Linked DNA regions of Mus musculus: region 2 is linked to region 1. A link is a contact called in public HiChIP or PLAC-seq data. All regions are on one chromosome and are shown on one strand. Each heading gives the region's core, a stretch centred on a gene start, on an enhancer-like site or on the middle of the called end of the contact. The rest is flanking DNA. Distances are from core to core; before and after follow the strand shown.

Evidence for each region. HiChIP or PLAC-seq counts read pairs in DNA pulled down with a chosen protein or histone mark.
Region 2: a contact with region 1 is called in an H3K27ac HiChIP or PLAC-seq map of large pre-B cells, with 2.8 times the contacts expected there. The contact joins two enhancer-like sites.

What each region holds. Positions count from the first base shown.
Region 1 is chr19:24,635,166-24,638,565 of GRCm38.p6, forward strand. No RefSeq gene overlaps it. Among named protein-coding and RNA genes, the nearest start is that of Tmem252, 37 kb to the right of the region's middle. Within about 2 kb of position 1,441, at least 6 of the 459 cell types and tissues checked have an H3K27ac peak or open chromatin away from gene starts, as enhancers often do.
Region 2 is chr19:24,822,846-24,826,140 of GRCm38.p6, forward strand. Pgm5 (phosphoglucomutase 5) reads right to left here. Exons shown (of 11, transcript NM_175013.2): 3 at 1,447-1,593. Among named protein-coding and RNA genes, the nearest start is that of Gm52405, 34 kb to the right of the region's middle. Within about 2 kb of position 1,901, at least 10 of the 459 cell types and tissues checked have an H3K27ac peak or open chromatin away from gene starts, as enhancers often do.

The DNA.
Region 1 (3,400 bases), core at 191-2,690:
TGAGGGCTGGAATTATTGACCCATACTGCTGTGTCCAGCTTGTGAATCTTTTAAAAAATAAACACATTTTCTTATTTAGCTATCCTGCGGTGTTGGGCATGCGCTGGTACTTAGCTAGTTTCAGAAGCGTTGTGTCTCATTTCTCAGGTGATTTCTGTAGATAGAAAGACAGCTACAGAGAGCAGATATTATGGGCCTCAGAACACTCCCATGGACTCAGCTTGACATGAGTGACGCCATCTTGCCTCCACAGCTGCCTAAAATAACACTATTCAGTTTTCCTCTGAAGTTTTCCAAGAAACTGTAAGCGAAAGCAACCAACCACCACCACCATCGCCATCTACCAAAACCAACCAACCAAACCATGAGTAGAATGTGGGTCTTTATAGGCAGACCCTGGGGCCGAGAATGTGCCCAGCTCTTTGATATTCTCTTAAGATAGGCCAGGTCCACTCCAGCTAAGGTGAGGTCACTTTCGTCCCAACCCTTCTTTTGTCCCAAGTAATTGGATCCACTTAGTCTTGTTGTCATCCAGGGCCATGTGTTTTTGTCCGTAAGTTCCACGATAAATTGCAGTCTATGAGATCCTGCATCTGTCCCTTTCTTCAGTCTCCGTGTACCTGGGCCTGGGTTTTGCTAAAACATCACTGCAATGTGGGGTAGGTTTTGCAGACAGGAAGTGAGTATCAAAGACCAGCGTGTCTATTTCTGACTTAGAGTCTGTGGAGTTCTGACCACACAGCAGATGGGCACCCATAAGTTTCTTTAGGTATAAAATGGAGTTAGTTCTGGTTTCCTTGAGGGATTATTGTGAGGAGGGACAGAGAGTATGTCAGGTGGTACATCACTTGGTGGCAATACTAACCACCAAGAATAAGCAAGAAAAACTCAGTGTTTATTGTTTATTTCATTATTGTTGCTTGAGACAGGGTCTCCCTATGGCCCTCCGCCTGGCCATGAGCTTGTGAGCATAAGCCCCTAAATGCTGGCCTAACAGCTCTACTCCATTAAGCAAGGTGGACACCTGAAACACGCTCTCTCTCTCTCTCTCTCTCTCTCTCTCTCTCTCTCTCTCTCTGTGTGTGTGTGTGTGTGTGTGTGTGTGTGTCTTTGCTTTCTTTTTTAAACAGTACATAGCTGATATTACCATTTGTTCAAAATCTCAGACTTTTAAAAAGTGGCTCTTACTGGGTGGTGGTGGCACATGTCTTTAATCTCAGCCCTTGGGAGGGAGAGGCAGACAGATCTCTGTGAGTTCCAGGACAGCCAGGGCTACGCAGAGAAACCCTGTCTCAAAACCAAACACACACACAAACAAAAAAATTAAAGCTAATAAACAAAAAACCAAACCAAACAAACAAAAGTCTGGCTCTCACTCTTTACACAAAACCAATAAAGCAAAGAGAGGTGGCTGAGGTCTGCATGTGGCTCTCTCACTTCCTCCCACCCAGCTAACCGGCTGGATGGATGCCGCCTGCAGCCTGCAGGGATTCGAGGATTTCCAAGAAACTGTAAGCGAAAGCAACCAACTGGATTCCTCTCTCCAGTCTTCTCCCTCACTAGTTTGCTGCTTCTCTCTAACAGGACTCCCTAGTCCTGCCTGCATTCTAACCTGGGGCAGAATTAGCAATGAAGACTGTTGCTGTAATCATTCTGCTTTATGTAACAAACTAAATATATTCCACCTTGTGGTTCTCTCTGCAGAGCGCACGTTTCCCTTCTCACCTTCTGTGCTGTGTGCCCGCTGCCAGTTGTGTAGAAAAGAACACTCATTAAAAGCGTTGATTTGTACCTTGGCTCCCACGCAAGCAGACGGAAATCAAATGCATCATGTATGGTAAAGGGAAGCCTTTGCTCGAGTGATCGGAATCCACCTCGCTCCGTCTAGAGATTTTTCTCATCAACCAATAAAGATGTTTTCATTGCCTTGCTTTGGAGAACCCTCACAAAAGTTTAATTTCTCATTTTGCCTCTGCTGTTGGAAACCATTTGTGGGATGGAGATGCCCAGTTCACGAATCACTGGATCCTTACATGTTACAATTTGCTTTTAGACAAGATCTTGCTAAGTTGTCCAGGTTGGCCTCAAACTCACAATCCTCCTGCCTCCGTCTTCTGAATGTTGGGATTATAACATGCACATCCATGCATGGGCCTCAGCTGATGATCTTTCAGGACACAGCTGCTAGCTCTGCATCCTGCCCACCCACACCTTTGTAGATAACCACTTTCTAAAACTATACTCAGTGCTGGGTCATGTCGGATGCTTACCTGGTATGTTTGAGACTCTGGATTCAAGCTCCAGAAAGGCTGCAGACAGACAAACATACAACCTGTTCTCACATGCCCAGAACTGAGTGGCCTAGCCCTTTCCTTCTGTGGACACAGAAACCCAAGGGTTCTAGAAAGAGTGCCAATATCTTCCACCAGAGTTCTCATAGGACATACCGGGACCCAATCAGCAAATGATAAAGGCTCGCAACTTCTATTTATAAATTCTTGTTCTAACACATGAGGTATTTTTTTAAAAAATCGTATTTATATATATTACATCCACATTACATAGTGTTCATAGACAAAAATTTTGGCAAAGAAATATTGCTCAACTAGAAAGCTAACCTTTCCATGTCTAAGTCACTGGATTCATACGACAGGGTTTTCTAAATAAAAAGAACCAATCAAATGATGAAATCAGTAGGTGTACTGATAGCTGAAGAGATGGACACACACACACACACACACACAAGCACACACACACATACATACACACAAGAGCTAGCATTACAATTGGTGCATTTAATTATGGAGGTCAATATATTATAATTTAATCTAATGCCAAGAACCAGAGGACCTGGAGGTCACTTCTTATAGGAGCCCAAGAATTTGGAGTTCTGATGTCCAAGGGCAAGAGAAGATGTATGTATGTCCGTGACCCAAAAGAGAGAGAAGCTTCACTTTTTCTCCATCTGAGTTTTATTTGGCCCTCAGCTGTTTGAATGCTGCTGCCCAGATTCCTAAGCCTGAACCTGCTCTACCCTGTCTGCTGATGAAAGTGTTAATCTCTTCCCAAAACATGGGCACACAGACACACCCAGAAATAATGCTCTACGGGCTATCCGAGTGTAGTGGAACTCTGTCTTCTGGGTGTGGAAGGACCAGCGCTGGACTGAAACCAGTAGCCGTGTTTACCCACAAGAGACGATGGTCAGGAGACTAGGGCTACCAACAGTCCTTCATAGCCAAGGATGCTAAAGCATGCCTGAGACCACAGCACTGAGGAAGTAAAGGCAGGAGGGTCAGGAGTCCCAGCTCGTCCTCATCTACAAAGCAAGCTCAAGCCTCCGTGAGACCTTTCATTAAATAAAACCAAACAATTACACGAACAGCAACAAACCCCCAAA
Region 2 (3,295 bases), core at 651-3,150, 190 kb after region 1:
AGAGAACATGAATATGAAAGGAAGACATGTTAAGAGTGGAGCCTGTGGGAGAGTTAGGAAGTGATATGATCAAGATATATTGTTTACATGATGAAGATACATTGTTTACATGTATGACAATATTGAAGAACAAATAATGGTACTCTATTGTTTACATGGGCACTGTTGCTTCTAATGGATATGATAAGGCTTTCAGGAGATACTATCTGAGCAAATAATCAACTCAAAACTTTCCAAGAAAGACATGGTATAGGTATCCCAGTGCTTTTGCCACCACACAGTTTATTTTAAGCTCTTCTCTGACATTAAAAATCTTGTGCACAGGTTGTGAAGGTGAATCCAGGAGAAATTATGAGTAGGAGTTGGGGCAGTGAATAGGATCAAAGTACATTGTGTAAATATATAAATTTCTTAAAGAATTAATAAAACTACTATATTTTTAAAAACCATGTGCCTATGATAGTTCATCTTTTTCATCTAGGTGAATTACTTGTAAAAATGAGGACACCACTGGAACACAAACTGTGCCCAATCTTGTAGAGGGACTGAAAGAATAAAAGAAGGTAGCTCTATTGCTAACTATATGCCTTCTGTATAATTTTAATTGAATAAAATGAAATGAGATGCATATTCATAGTATGAATATTAGTATAGTATTCAAACTGAATCTGTAAAATAATAAATTCTGTTCTTAGTTCTTCTATAGTTTATCCACTCAAACATGTAACATTTGTCAAACTCATTCTGGTTGTTTTCCCTTTTGGGGGACAACACCTCTCTGTGGGGCTCTGGCTAGTTTCCAACTTATGACCCTGCTTCCTCAGTCTCCCGAGTCCTGTGGTTACATTGTATGCCAGACTGTTTGTTTAATTCTTGAACACTTTGCCTTTAAAAAAATACTTGGGAGTTACTGAGTTCCTTTGTGAAATCTCTGGAGACTGTACTTGGCATAGGGCAGGTGATCAAGCATGGTGTATGAAGCAGAACTGGATGGCTCTAGCCTGTCAAAGAAACTCCTACCTCCCATGGGAAATTTAACAACCCATTGCTCTCTTGACCCACATCTTTGCCTTAATTACTTAGAAATTATTGAAAAGCAAGTTTTGGTGGTCCACAGTCTACTCTGTGTATGCTATGATGCTACAAACCTTATCCTATGTTGAGAATGATACAGTTTGGAGAGTGGCTTTTGAAAGTGTCCATATCTAATTCAGAGGTTTCTCCAGTTTCTTTCTGCACTGCATATACTTTCCAACTATTCATACAGCGCCACTCTTCAGATGACTAATTCAGTCGTTTTCATGAGTATCCTTCCCTGAAGAAACCACTGATCACCAACCAGGACCCGCCACACATCCATGGACACCTAGAATCTACCATATGCATCCCTCTTGGAAAGTTGCCCCACACAGGAAAATTTTCTGACTTTTTCAAGATATCTGTTACCTCTGAATGGTTTGAACTTGTTCTCCAGGTCAAATTCTTGTCTTCCCAGTCGAGATAGGTCAATTCGAAGATCTGGACATATGGCATATTCCTCAATTGTTTTGCTGATCTGGTAGATTTTGTCTGAGACAACATCTGGTGCAGGACCTAAAATTTGACATCCAAAATGCATTTATTTTAAAGCCTCTATAATTTCTATCAGAGATGCATTACCGGCCTCCTGCACTAGCAAAGAGGGACTCTCTAAACAATGAACAAAGATTCACAAGTTCAATTAGACCATGTATCTCCCACATTGTATTTCTTCACTATGGAGAGGATATTTGATCAGCCCGGCCTGTTCAGTGTAGATGAACAACCCACATGTTTGTTTTAATCCACTTCTAAGCAATGATACATACACTCTAAAAATAGTTTTGCACCTGCTGGGGAGACCCGGTTATGTAATCAGCTTTGTTCAGGATATGAGACACAAACAGGATATGCACTTGACAGAAGTCGGAGATTCCAGATTCAAACCACAGCTCCCCAAGTGCCTCAGAACTCTGATTTCTACTCCTCACTGTTGTCTCATTGATATGTGATGCTACCCAGATACGTTCATTACTTTTTCCAGTTCATACTCGCCATCACAACTTAGTTTTTAAAAATGGGAAGTAGCTAAAAACTGCTTGATATGTTTCCTCAGGAGGTCAGATTGGCAACAGTGTTGGACTTAAATGACTTTAAATGAGCTAAGCATGAAATCAGTAGTTGGTTTTGGTCATAGACAGGACTATAGGGTCCTCATGTGAGCCTACATGTGTGAAAACATATTGGATATGTTATACGGAGCTTAATTCTCAAGAACACAAGTATTACCACCCTCTCTAAGTGGAGAAACTGAAGTCAGAGAGCAAGGTGAATCTTCATTTGTTCGTACAGTTTACCTTTAATTTTATGTGTATGGATGTTTCACCTTGACATTTTCTGTGCACCACATGTCTTTAATGGTCACAGCATCCAGAAGAGGGCATCATATCCCCCTGGAACTAGAGGTACAGACCAGAACATTGTCAGCTGCCTTGTGGGTGCAGAAGTATTTCATGTAACAGAATGCCCTCCAGGTCCATCCACGTTGTAACAAATGAAAGTCCATCCCATTCTAAGACTGGTAATATCCCATTGTGTATCTATTACCTTCTTCATCTATTCAACTATTAATAGATACTTGGGTTGTTTCTATATCTTAGCTGTCATGGTTTGTATATGCTCAGCCCAGGGAGTGGCACTATTAGAAGGTGTGAACTTGTAGGAGTAGATGTGTCACTGTGGATATGGGCTTTAAGACCCTCATTCTACCTGCCTGGAAGTTAGTCGTCCACTAGCAGTCTTCAAGAAGATGAAGAACTCTCAGCTCTGCCTGCATCATGCCTGTCTGGATACTGCCATAGTCTCACCTTGATAATAATGGACTGAACCTCTGAACCTGTAAGCCATCCCCAATCAAATGTTGTCCTTTATAAGACTTGCCTTGGTCATGGTGTCTGTTTACAGCAGTAAAACCCTAAGACATTAGCTATTGTGGGTAATGCTACAAAGAAAATAGGAGTGCAGATTTCCTTGCACTATAGTGATCCAGCATCATTGAGTTTAGAGTCAGAAGAGGGATGGCTTGCTCATATGGAAGTTCCTTTTTTTTTCCTCCATACTGTTTCCTTAATGGTCATACCAATTTGTATAACTTGACAATTATTCTAGGCTTCTCCTTCTCCCTATCCTCTCAAACATTTATGTTACTTATTTTCATAGTAGCCATCCTAGCAAATAGAAGACAATAACTGTCCATATGATTCTTGAATTTGTTATC